Linked DNA regions of Salvelinus alpinus: region 1 is linked to region 2. The links are chromatin contacts, called in public Hi-C maps. All regions are on one chromosome and are shown on one strand. The core of a region is the stretch at or near the end of the contact, and the rest is flanking DNA. Distances in the headings are between cores, read along the strand shown.

The links. Hi-C and Micro-C count contacts between places; a contact is called where the count stands out from the background.
Region 1: a contact with region 2 is called in a Hi-C map of muscle, with 4 times the contacts expected there. The contact joins the promoter of LOC139584484 here to the promoter of LOC139584480 in region 2. A contact is called at or near these places in 3 of 3 Hi-C or Micro-C datasets (liver, muscle and red muscle).

Annotation. Positions count from the first base shown.
Region 1 is chr9:20,375,861-20,382,933 of SLU_Salpinus.1, forward strand. LOC139584484 (EF-hand calcium-binding domain-containing protein 4B-like) reads left to right here and starts at 2,316. Exons shown (of 18, transcript XM_071416402.1): 1 at 2,316-2,483.
Region 2 is chr9:20,037,699-20,044,296 of SLU_Salpinus.1, forward strand. It overlaps LOC139584480 (protein FAM180A-like), which reads right to left and starts at 4,344. Exons shown (of 3, transcript XM_071416396.1): 1 at 3,920-4,344. The coding sequence starts at 4,022.

The DNA.
Region 1 (7,073 bases), core at 1,066-3,565, 340 kb after region 2:
CATAAGTATTTGATCACCTACCAACCAGTAAGAATTCCGGCTCTCACAGACCTGTTAGTTTTTCTTTAAGAAGCCCTCCTGTTCTCCACTCATTACCTGTATTAACTGCACCTGTTTGAACTCGTTACCTGTATAAAAGACACCTGTCCACACACTCAATCAAACAGACTCCAACCTCTCCACAATGGCCAAGACCAGAGAGCTGTGTAAGTACATCAGGGATAAGATTGTAGACCTGCACAAGGCTGGGATGGGCTACAGGACAATAGGCAAGCAGCTTGGTGAGAAGGCAACAACTGTTGGCGCAATTATTAGAAAATGGAAGAAGTTCAAGATGACGGTCAATCACCCTCGGTCTGGGGCTCCATGCAAGATCTTACCTCGTGGGGCATCAATGATCATGAGGAAGGTGAGGGATCAGCCAAGAACTACACGGCAGGACCTGGTCAATGACCTGAAGAGGGCTGGGACCACAGCCTCAAAGAAAACCATTAGTAACACACTACGCCGTCATGGATTAAAATCCTGCAGCGCACGCAAGGTCCCCCTGCTCAAGCCAGCGCATGTCCAGGCCCGTCTGAAGTTTGCCAATGACCATCTGGATGATCCAGAGGAGGAATGGGAGAAGGTCATGTGGTCTGATGAGACAAAAATATAGCTTTTTGGTCTAAACTCCACTCGCCGTGTTTGGAGGAAGAAGAAGGATGAGTACAACCCCAAGAACACCATCCCAACCGTGAAGCATGGAGGTGGAAACATCATTCTTTGGGGATGCTTTTCTGCAAAGGGGACAGGACGACTGCACCGTATTGAGGGGAGGATGGATGGGGCCATGTATCGCGAGATCTTGGCCAACAACCTCCTTCCCTCAGTAAGAGCATTGAAGATGGGTCGTGGCTGGGTCTTCCAGCATGACAACAACCCAAAACACACAGCCAGGGCAACCAAGGAGTGGCTCCGTAAGAAGCATCTCAAGGTCCTGGAGTGGCCTAGCCAGTCTCCAGACCTGAACCCAATAGAAAATCTTTGGAGGGAACTGAAAGTCCGTATTGCCCAGCGACAGCCCCGAAACCTGAAGGATCTGGAGAAGGTCTGTATGGAGGAGTGGGCCAAAATCCCTGCTGCAGTGTGTGCAAACCTGGTCAAGAACTACAGGAAACGTATGATCTCTGTAATTGCAAACAAAGGTTTCTGTACCAAATATTAAGTTCTGCTTTTCTGATGTATCAAATACTTATGTCATACAATAAAATGCAAATTAATTACTTAAAAATCATACAATGTGATTTTCTGGATTTTTGTTTTAGATTCCGTCTCCCACAGTTGAAGTGTACCTATGATAAAAATTACAGACCTCTACATGCTTTGTAAGTAGGAAAACCTGCAAAATCAGCAGTGTATCAAATACTTGTTCTCCCCACTGTACATACATTTTTTACAGGCTATGATACATGCTCCTCTAATGCCCTTATCTGCATATTGTTGACACTACAAATCTCATACCTCTGATCTGTACAGTCACCATACAAATACCATTCTGTAAAAAATAACATTGAGAGTGACATTAACACCCACCTTTTTTTATTATAAGTAGCCTATTCTGTCATGGTCTCACTATTATAGTAATGGCTTTGCATTGTTCAAGTTCCATCATATTGATGTGTTGTTTCATTTGACACCACTTGGTGGCACCTTCATCTAAGAATCTGCATCCCATTTGAAGCATCTCTGCATGCCAAGAGGAAAGTTGACAAAAGGACAAAAGCCAAGAACCTCTTTCCAATAATTTTCTGGTTAATGACATTTCTCTAAATTTTGAGATAGAGTAGGCCTAAATGTCTTCATTTTTTACGTCATACTTAGGTATTTTGATAATCAACATAGACACTAATTCATTTCTAATGCACTGTCTCAACTGCAGAGAAGAGTAAACCAGCAGGAATTATTGCCCATGTCAATAAGCATTTCAAAGGTATCTATGGCTTTGAAGTGGAAAACTGTCAGGGTTGTCAGAGCTCTCTGTGAAATTATGCTGTGAATGGGATTCAGCTGCATATGTCATGCATTAGGATCAGAGGTCATGGTCATTTGCAGATACAGTGTAAAAGCCAGGCCTAATTATGATGTAAAAAGATCTAGCTAGGCTAATAACAAATATACATTTATTTTTTCTTCTCTGGATAGTGGAGTGAATTAATTATTTGTCTCAACCACATTTGGCACACTGCATTATGTCTTGAGAAAGTCCAGCTGTGGCAAGGGGATTTTCCGACCTGTTCCCCCAGGTTGTCCCACGTAACTTCTGCGTGGAAAGGTTGCTATAGCTACAGACGATGTCAGCTTTCTTGAAAGTTCCTCCCCGCAGGCAGTTCAGTGAAATTCCTCCACTGTTACATTGTAAACAGAGGAAGTACAGCTTTATCAAATTGTGACAAAGATACACTTTTGAAGTCGTCTACGACTATCTTTACTGCCTTCACATGGTAACGTATTACTTTACTTTATCTTACTTTTTTAGGCTACTTTAGCTAGTTGGACTGTACAACTGTCTACAGTGGCGGGTAAGTTAACGTTAACTTGAGAAAGATTTGACGGATCATCACCCTGGCTTGATATTAACTTTATGTCGGCAACTCTTTCAATGCGGCGGTGCCAATAGTTTTACCTTACACATATAAAGATGTTTTTCTTAGGGAGGAGGAACATTTTCTATTTTAGTAACGAAAGTCACTTACGTCGCCTATAAGTATGACGTGATCAGGAAGTGTCGGTTACATTTTGTTTCAGGTGTTGTGAACTGAATGTTTCACATGCCTTGGCATGATGATCTGTTAAAATAAGTAGTGTAAATCATTGAAGATGAAGGTATCTGTCTGTCTCATAGGGTGTTAGGCAATGTGCTGATTGATTTTCTACACGAATGATCAATTGGGCATACTTAAGTCCACTAAAAAAGTATGTCTACATCTTTAGAAAATGCAGATCAGAACCTAATTTTTCATCCAGTCATTAGTTTTATAATATAGCCTGCAACACTGCTTTGCCATTGCATTACAATATTGCAGTGCAGAGCTGTTAGACATTTTCACTACACTACTTTAGAATTGTATAATTTTTCCACTATCCACAATGGTTAAATTGAGAGCAGCATTGGGAAGTGGCCTCAACCAGGAAGTGAGTTTCAATTGCCAGTTGTCTGACTTGGTGTACTTGAAAAACCTCTGACCCGGTAAGATGTGCTGGAACCACAGACAGATGTGTGGCCTCGGCCTGATAGAACAAGATTGTCACATATCAAGACAGGATGCTGTTTAGTTACCACACACATTGACCTAGTTACTTACACTCCCCTACATATTTATTTGGACAGTGAAGCTAAAACTTTTAATTTGGCTCTATACTCCAGCATTTTGGATTTGAGATACAGTACAGAATGTCACCTTTTATTTTGAGGGTATTTTTTGCCATTTAGAAATGAAAGCACTTTATGTATCTAGTCCACCCATTTGAAGGTGTCATAAATATATGGACAAGATCACTTATAATGTATTAACCCCTTCACGTTCCTGTACTATATTTACTACCAAATCAAAAATCTAATCTAATTTTATTGGTCATATACACATATTTAGCAGATGTTATTGCGGGTGTAGTGAAATGCTTGTTTTACTGCTGCACTGTTGGAGTTAGGATCTAACAATTCTCAACAATACAAAAATCTAAAAGTAAAAGAATGCAATTAAGAAATATATAAATATTAGGAAGAGCACTGTCGGAGTGGCATTGACTAAAATACAGTTGAATATAATACAGTATATACATATGAGATGAGTAAAGCAGTATGTAAACAGCAGCCTCTAAGGTGCATGGTTGAGTAACCGGGTGGTAGCTGGCTAGTGATGGCTATTTAACAGTCGGATGGCCTTGAGATAGAAGCTGTTTTTCAGTCTCTCAGTCCCAGCTTTATTGCAGCTTTACTGACTTCGCCTTCTGGATGATAGCAGGGTGAACATGCCGTTGCTCGGGTGGTTGATGTCCTTGATGATCTTTTTGGCCTTCCTGAGAAATCAGGTGCTGTAGGTGTCCTGGAGGGCAGGCAGTGTGCCCCCGGTGATGCGTTGGACAGACCGCACCACCCTCTGGAGAGCCCTGCGGTTGCAGGCGGTGCAGTTGCCAAATCAGGCGGTGATACAGCCCGACAGAATGCTTTCAATTGTGCATCTGTAAAAGTTTGTGAGGGTCCAAGCCAAGTTTCTTCAGCCTCCTGAAGTGCCGTTGTTGAAGAGGCGTGTGTGGGTGGACTTTTTCAGATTGTCAGTGATGTGTACGCCAAGGAAATTGAAGCTTTCCATCTTCTGCACTGCAGTCCCGTAGATGTGGATAGGGTGTGCTCCCTCTGCTGTTTCCTGAAGTCCACAATCAGGTTCTTCGTTTTTTTGATGTTGAGAAAAAGGTTATTTTCCTGCAGCCACTCTGCCAGGGCCCTCAACACCTCCCTGTAGGCTATCTCGCCATTGTTGGTGATCAGGCCTACTACTGTTGTGCCGTCTGCAAATTTGATGACTGAGTTGGAGGTGTGCGTGGCCACGCAGTCATGGGTGAACAGGTAGTCCAGGAGGGGGCTGAGCACGCCCCCTCCTGGACTACCTGTTGTGTTGAGGATCAGCAAAGTGGAGGTGTTGTTTCCTACCTTCACCACCTGGGGGGCGGCCCATCAGGAAGTCCAGGACCCAGTTGCACAGGGCGGAGATCAGACCCAGGGCCCCGAGCTTAATAATGAGCTTGGAGGGTACTATAGTGTTGAAAGCTGAGCTGTAGTCAATGAACAGCATTCTGACGTAGGTATTCCTATTTTCCAGATGGGATAGGGCAGTTTGCAATGCAGTGGCGATTGCATCGTCTGTGGATCTATTGGGGCGGTAAGCAAATTGAAGTGGGTCTAGGGTGTCACGTAAGGCAGAGATAATATGATGTTTAACTAGCCACTCAAAGCACTTCATAATGACATTAGTCATTTAGTTCAGTTACTTTTGCTTTCTTGGGTACAGAAACAATGTTGGACATCTTGAAGCAAGTGGGGACAGCAGACTGGTATAGGGAGAGATTAAATATGTCCGGAAACACCCCAGCCAGCTGGTCTGCGCATGCTCTGAAGACGCGGCTAGGGATGCCGTATGGGCCAGCAGCCTTGCGAGGGTTAACATGCTTAAATGTCTTACTCAAGTCGGCCACAGAGAAGGAGAGCCCACAGTCCTTGGGAGCAGGCCGCTTCGGTGCTACTGTGTTATCCTCAAAGCTGGCGAAGAAGGTGTTTAGCTTGTCCGGGAGCAAGATGCCGGTGTCTGCGACGTGGCTGGTTTTCCCTTTATAATCCGTGCTTGTCTTTAGACCCTGCCACATACAACTCGTGACTGAGCCGTTGAATTGCGACTCCACTTTGTTTCTGTACTGATGTTTTGCCTGTTTGAGTGTCTTACGGAGGGAATAACTACACTGTTTGATTTCAACCATACTCTCAGTCACCTTGCTGTGGTTAAATGGGGTGGTTCACGCTTTCAGTTATGCGCGAATGCTGCCATCTATCCACGGTTTCTGGTTTTGGTAGGTTTTAGTAGTCACCGTGGGAACACCATCCCCTATACACTTCCTGATGTGCTCAGTCACTGTGTCCGTGTATACGTCAATGTTATTCTCAGAGGCTACCCGGAACATATCCCAGTCTGTGATCAAAACAGTCTTGAAGCGTGGATTCTGATTGGTCAGACCAGCGTTGAATAGACCTCAGCACAGGTACTTCCTGTTTGAGTTTCTGCCTATAGGAAGGGAGGAGCAAAATAGAGTTGTGATCTGATTTGCCGAAGCTAGGGCGGGGGAGGGTCTTGTAGGCATCTTGAAAAGGTAACTAGCAGGGGTCTAGTGTTTTTTCTAAGCGAGTACTACAGTCAATGTGTTGATAGAACTTCGGTAGCGTTTTCCTAAAATTAGCTTTGTTAAAATCCCCAGCTATAATACATGCGGCCTCAGGATATGTGGTTTCCAGTTTGCATAAAGTCCAGTGTAGTTCCTTGAAGGCCGTCGTGGTATCGGCTTGAGGGGGAATATACAAGGCTGTGACTATAACCAAAGAGAATTATCTTGGGAGGTAATACGGTCGGCATTTGATTGTGAGATATTCTAGGTTGGGTGAACAAAAATACTTGAGTTTCTGTATGTTATCACAATCACACCATGAGTAGTTAATCATGAAACATACACCACCGCCTTTCTTCTTCCCAGAAAGTTCTTTATTCCTGTCTGCGCGATGAACTGAGAACTCAGCTGGCTGTATGGACGTGGACAGTATATCCCGAGAGAGCCATGATTCCTTGAAACAGAGTATGTTAAAGTCCCTGATGTCTCTCTGGGATGAGATCCTCACCCTTAGCTCATCTACTTTATTGTCCAGAGACTGAACATTAGCGAGTAATATACTCGGAAGCGGTGGTTGATGTGCACGCCTCCTGAGTCGGACTACAAGTCCACTCCAAATACCTCTTCTCCTTCTGGCGGCGTTTTGGAGCAGCCACTGGGATAATTTCAATTGCCCTAGGAGGTACGAACAAAGGATCCAATTCGGGAAAGTCGTATTCCTAGTCGTAATGTTGGTGACTTACCGCCTCTCTGATATCCAAAAGTCATTTCCGGCTGTATGTAATAACACAAAAAACGTTCTGGGCTAATAATGTAAGAAATAGCACACAAAATACTGCAAAGTTGCTTAGGAGCTAGAAGCAGAGCTGCCATGTCTGTCAGTGCCATCTTACTAGGAAGCGGTGGAGAACAAATTCACCACAGAACAAATTCTGTTTGTAAATGCATGAAATTTGGTGTCAACATAGTTGGTACAAGTGTCTAAAGAGGCCACATTGAAATGCTAAGATTTCCTACCATAGTCCCAGTGTCAATCAAAGTTGGGATTTTGAGAAAATGTTAAGAAATCATTCAAATAACTTAAGCATGTATCATTTCAGAATTTAATTGTTTAGAAGCATATAGTATTATTTGACCTGTTCTAAGCCCATATATGCCAAATA
Region 2 (6,598 bases), core at 3,094-5,593:
GAACAAAGAGAGAGAGGGATTGAGAGTGTCAGTGAAGACACTTGCCAGCTGGTCAGCGCATGCTCAGAGTATGCATTCTGGTAATCCATCTGGCCCTGCGGCCTTGTGAATGTTAATCTGTTTAAAGGTCTTACTCACATTGGCTACGGAGACAGCTGCTGCTCTCATGCATGGTTCAGTGTTGCTTGCCTCGATGTGAGCATAGAAGGCATTTAGCTCGTCTGGTGGGCTCAAGTCACTGGGAAGCTTGTGGCTGGGTTTCCCTTTGTAATCCATGATAGTTAAGAAGTCCTGCCACATCCGACGAGCATTAAAGCCGGCGTAGTACGATTAGATCTTAGTTCTGTAATGATGCTTTGCCTGTTTGATGGCTTGTCGGAGGTCATAGTGGGATTTCTTGTAAGAGTCTAGATTAGTGTTCCGCTCCTTGAAAGCAGCATCTCTAGCCTTTAGTTCAGTGCAGATGTTGCCTGTAATCTATGGCTTATGGTTGCGACATGTACATACAGTGACTGTGGGGTTGATGTCATCGATGCACTTATTAATGAAGCAGGTAACTGATATGGTAAACTCCTCAATGCCATCGGATGAATCCTGGAACATATTCCAGTCTGTGCTAGTGAAACAGTCCAGTAGCTTAGCATCCGCTTCATCGGACCACTTCCGTATTGAGCTGTCATTGGTACTTCAGAATTTTTGCTTGCAAGCAAGAATCAGGAGGATATAGTGATGATCAGATTTGCCAAGTGGAGGGCAAGGGAGAGCTTTGTATGAGTTTCTGTGTATGGAGTAAAAGTGATCTAGAGTTTTGTCTCCTCCAGTAGCACAGGTGACATGCTGGTAGAAATGAGGTAAAACGAATTTCAGTTTTCCTGCATTAGGTAACCTAGCAGTTAGGAGCGTTGGGCAAGTAACCGAAAGGTTGCTGGTTAGAATTTCCGAGCCAACTAGGTGAAAATCTGCCAATGTGCCCTTGAGCAAGGCAAGAGGGACCCTAATTGTTCCTGTAAGTCGCTCTGGATAAGAACGTCTGCTAAATGACCAAAAAATATAGATATATTAAAATCACTGGCCACTAGGAGCGCTGTTTCTTGTTTGTTTATGGCCCTATACAGCTCGTTGAGTGTGGTCTTAGTGCCAGCATCAGTTTGTGGTGGTAAATAGACAGCTACGAAAAATATAAATAGCAGACTTGGTCAGAAGCCCGTAAATTGGCAGCTATCCACTGCAGCTCCATTCAAATGTCAGACAGAGGTGCTGTAAACGTGCAAAGGGTTTGAATATTAAGAAATTATTCGTAGTGTTTTGTACACTCAGTGTGCATTGACAAGCAAATCTTATTCAGATGTTCTTTGAAAAACAAACTCTAATGAGGAAATCCATTATTGGACATGAGCACATTCCCGAGTGCACAAACCAGGAATTAAACTTTGGAATACTCTCTCCAGTGCTTCCTTTGGTGTTTACAGTCAATCCAGCTAATGAAGGCCCTGAAATAGTACTTGTTTAAGAAGGGCTGATAAGTTTAGAAGAAAATCATCAGGAAGCGAAGAGGAGTGCGTCATAACAAAGCTATCGCTTGCCAGTTGGAAACAGAGATGGGTCCTAGGACCATAGAGACAGGAGCCATGCAGTAGACACCTAGCCAAACGAAGGGTTCCGCATACAAGCATACACTCTTAGAAAAAAAAGGTGCTATCTCAAACCTTAAAGGGTTCTTCGGCTCTCCCCATAGGAGAACCCTTTGAAGAACCCTTTTTGGTTGCAGGTAGATCCCTTTTGGGTTCCATAACAAACCCTTTCTACATGGAACCTAAAAGGGTTCTACTTCTACCTGGAACTGAAAAGGGTTCTACCTGGAACTGAAAAGGTTGCTCCTATTGGGACAGCTGAAGAACCCTTTCGGAGACTTTTCTAAGAGTGTACTAGCACATACTGTATATGTTGTCCATCGTGGGCAAAACTTTCTATATATTTTTATTCACACCCCAAAATAGTCAAATGTTCTACATGGAGATAAGGTATTTGTTTGCCTTTATTTTAGTACATTCAGCTAATAAGATTTGTTGATGCCATGATGAAATCAAACAATTCATGCTATTTGATCACTACTTTTCCATTGAGGTAATTGAGATTGCTATGACTTCAGAATGTGTGTAATAGCAAACACAAAGTTGCTATGATTTCATCAGATATACCAGAGCATGTCAAACAATGTTCTAGACACTCCACCCATACAAAAATAGTAGAGCCAGGAGAAACAAATATCAACAAATATAATCCAAGAAAAGCTAGAAAGACAGTACTCCTGAGCTGTCATTGTACTGATTGAGCCTCAATCCTCTCATTCTAAGAACATGTTTTTCCGTATGATCCAATTGCCACAACACATCACATAACAATATCTAGAATAACCAAAACAAAAACTACAAAATACCTAGTTTAGCCAGATTCAAGACAGCTTTGAAAACTTTCTGGTGGTGTGTTTTTCATTCTTCAGGGGCCTATCAGTTTCCTGCTGCAGTTCATATTTGAAGCCCTTTCATTGTTTTCATATCAGAAACAGATGTGGATAGTTCATACACACATTGAGCCCAGTAGCCGACACATAAACCGAAATGGAACTTTAAACATACAAGTCGTTAAGGACCATAGTTTAATTGTGCTAGAAAATGGGACCCAACTGTTCTGGAGGACCAGAAATGTGAGTTCTTGGCAGCTACACCTGTACACTATTAGAACAAAAATATGCTATCTAGAACCAAAAAGGGCTCTTATACTGTCCCGATAGGTCAACCCTTTTAAAAAACCTTTTGGTTCCAGGTAGAACCCTTTCCACAGAGGGTTCCACATGGAACCCAAAAGAGTTCTAGCTTGAACCAAAAAGGGTTCTACCTGGAACCAAAATAGATTATCCTATGGGGACAACTGCAGAACACTTTTAGAACCCTTTTTTCCAAGTGTATATACAGTACAAAAGAGTTCTCCATTCTATTTCTTAGAAATTATCTGAATTTTTCTGATGTCAAATCATTTATCCAACCAAGTACAGCACTGCTACAGTTGCTCAGCATCATTAAGGTCCATCTGTAGGGCACTTGAATTTCAGATGGATCGAAACAGCTGGAGAGAAAACAATGATTTCAATGTCACTCCTTTAATTCTAAATAAACACAGAAAAAAATCAAAAGACCAAAATATCCCCAGTACACTCCCCACCACACAGCTTGCACATTGTTGTGATGTATGCAGCATGTTACAGCTGTGCTGGTGGATGCTGCTGCTGGATCTGTGTACATACTAATCGGTAATGTTAACACATACTGTTGTGAAATGACTTTGCTCAATCAGAGGTTACAGCTGGACAGACAAAGCACAGAGGACAGAATTAAATGTGTGACTAGGCTAACTATTGATTGCAGTTTTCTGTGTGATGGGGATGGGATAGGGTAAGTCTATATTCTGTATTAGTCTTCTGGATTTGAGACGGCGATGCTGAGGCCAAGAGAGAAGCATATGTAAAATGACTTTAGCTTGACATTTGATACCAGGAATGATATTGGACTTTGTGACTATCATAACAGAATGGTCGTTAATCTGTCCTTTCTCTGGAATAAGAGCATTACATTATCTTTCCATCACTGGATACATATTCTAATCCACAATGAGCTGATTCTCAGTAATGCCTTGAATTATTTGGCAGAATTACTGTTGAGTTTAATGTAGCATCTGGGAATGAGGTGCATTCCTATCAATTATATTTATGGACAACTACTGCAGCAAAACGTACCCTTTAAAAGGGCATATGCACAGGTTACAATTACACAGCAACATTAAACATAATCATTGCATATAAACATACTGTAAACTGTATAACATTTCCAATTGAACACATTAATATGGGTGAAGATATTCTTACCTTTGTTATGCCGATAAGTGGCACATGTGTTGATATTGCAGTAGAATAGTGCAACAATGACCATCTTCCAGGGCATCATGGTGACCTGGCATCCACCTGGCATCCAGTAGCCAGGGACAGACTGGACAGAGCCACAGGTCCAGGACCACGATCAAGGACCAGTCACTCCACTGGGAAAAACCTCAGACCATCCCACCACTGCAACTGCTCTCCTCCTTTCTGAAATCCTGTGTCACTATAGTACCCTCCTCTCTCTCTCTCTCTCTCTCTCTCTCTCTCTCTCTCTCTCTCTCTCTCTCTCTCTCTCTCTCTCTCTCTCTCTCTCTCTCTCCCTCTCTCTCTCTCTCTCTCTCTCTCTCTCTCTCTCTCTCTCTCTCTCTCTCTCTCTCTCTCTCTCTCGCTCTCTCTCTCCCTCTCTCTCTCTCAAACCAGCTGACACTGTTGGTGCTGTCATCTGGCAGTCATCAGACCCAGAGAGACACGTCTACTTCTTACTGTTGCCTCCTTGTCCTCTTCTGACCGTAAGCGCGCCTTACGATCATTTCCTCTTTTCTCTTTCATTATCTTCCTTTTCTCTTCTTCCTCCTTCTCCTTAATGCTGAACTTTCCTCCTAGTTCTGATCACGTTAAGTACATTGATGTTAATAAGTGCAGTCCAGTTTCTTCTGTGGAACATCTTGTGTTCATCAATAATATACACTGAGTACACAAAACATTAAGAACACCTGCTCTTTCCATGACATGGACTGACCAGGTGAATCCAGGTGAAAGCTATGATCCCTCTCTGATGTCACTTGTTAAATACACTTCAATCAGTGTAGATGAAGAGGAGGAGACAGGTTAAATAAGGATTTCTAAGCCTTTAGACAACTCAGACATGGATTGTGTATGTGTGCCATTCAAGAGGGTGAATGGGCAAGACAAAATATTTAAGTGCCTTTTAACAGGGTACGATAGTTGGTGCCAGGCTTGTGTTTTTATTTTTTATTTTTATTTTACCAGGTAAGTTGACTGAGAACACGTTCTCATTTGCAGCAACGACCTGGGGAATAGTTACAGGGGAGAGGAGGGGGATGAATGAGCCAATTGTAAACTGGGGATTATTAGGTGACCTTGATGGTTGAGGGCCAGATTGGGAATTTAGCCAGGACACCGGGGTTAACACCCCTACTCTTACGATAAGTGCCATGGGATCTTTAATGACCTCAGAGAGTCAGGACACCCGTTTAACGTCCCATCCGAAAGACGGCACCCTACACAGAGCAGTGTCCCCAATCACTGCCCTGGGGCATTGGGATCTTTGTTTAGACCAGAGGAAAGAGTGCCTCCTACTGGCCCTCCAACACCACTTCCAGCAGCACCTGGTCTCCCATCCAGGGACTGACCAGGACCAACCCTGCTTAGCTTCAGAAGCAAGCCAGCAGTGGTATGCAGGGTGGTATGTGTCAAGAACTGCAACTCTGCTGGGTTTGTCATGCTCAACAGTTTCCGTGTGTATCAAGAATGTTCCACCACCCAAAGAAAATCCAACCAACTTGATAACTGTGGGAAGCACTGGAGTCAACATGGGCCAATATCCGTGTGAAATTCTTTCGACACCTTGTAAAGTCCATTCCCCGATGAATTGAAGCTGTTCTGAGGGCAACAGGTGGGATGCAACTCAATATTAGGAAGGTGTTCCTAATGTTTTGTATAATCAGTGTATGTTCCCTTTTTGCTTAAAAAAAGCTTTGAGGACATATTACTGGACTCTGCCTTGAGTTTGAGGTTTGTGAATGGATGAATGCAAGCATTTATTGTTGTCCAGACTGCTGAGCCATGTTTCTGTATCCATGGTCAACATTAGTTCTGCTTGTGCTAATGAGAGGATCCTTGGGAGGGTTGGAACTTGGAACGTGTGTGTCTGTGCCAGGAACACTTCAGGGAACCAACCCAGTTTTGTTTTCTGGGAGGTGGAGTGTGGAGACTTCACACTCCAAACACACAACCCAACACAGCATATTGTTGCTCTACAAATTAAATGTATTATTATTATGATTATGATTATTATGGGTATTATTATTTATTACTAGAAATTATAGCTATCCAAACACACGGTGGAATGAACACAGCCAATGCCTATATACAAACCATCTGAAGAAGCTTCTTCAAAGAGATCCTATTCCAAGGCTGGCAGTAAGATCACCAAAAGAAGAAACATCACTAAGAAGAAATGTGTGATTTAGTAGTGTTATGGAATTTGTTTCATTCTGTGCAACTTATAGCTAACAATAGTCATACAGTAAATTAAACGTAATTCAGAAAGAGCTCAGTTTTTCCTTAATTTATAATGCATCCTCTGATTCGAAGTTGAACTCCTCTCTCTTTAGGACCAGTGAGACACTCTCATACTGATGAGATGTGGCCGTCATGAAGCTGCCAGGGAATGCAGAGACAGTGTTATAGTTGGAAAGATGGATGGGGCCACCATAGAATCTCTAAATTAGAACAAACATTGGACAAACATTGGACAAACATTGGACAAACATTCTATTCTCACAGGGGAAATTAAAAGAAAATTGGTTGTTTTTGGTCACACTCCAATTCAAAGAGTTGCCCTATGTAACGTAGTTTCTTCTCCTAGCCCTATTAGTAATACCACAGTCTATGTGAGAATGTGAAATAATTGATATGTGAGTG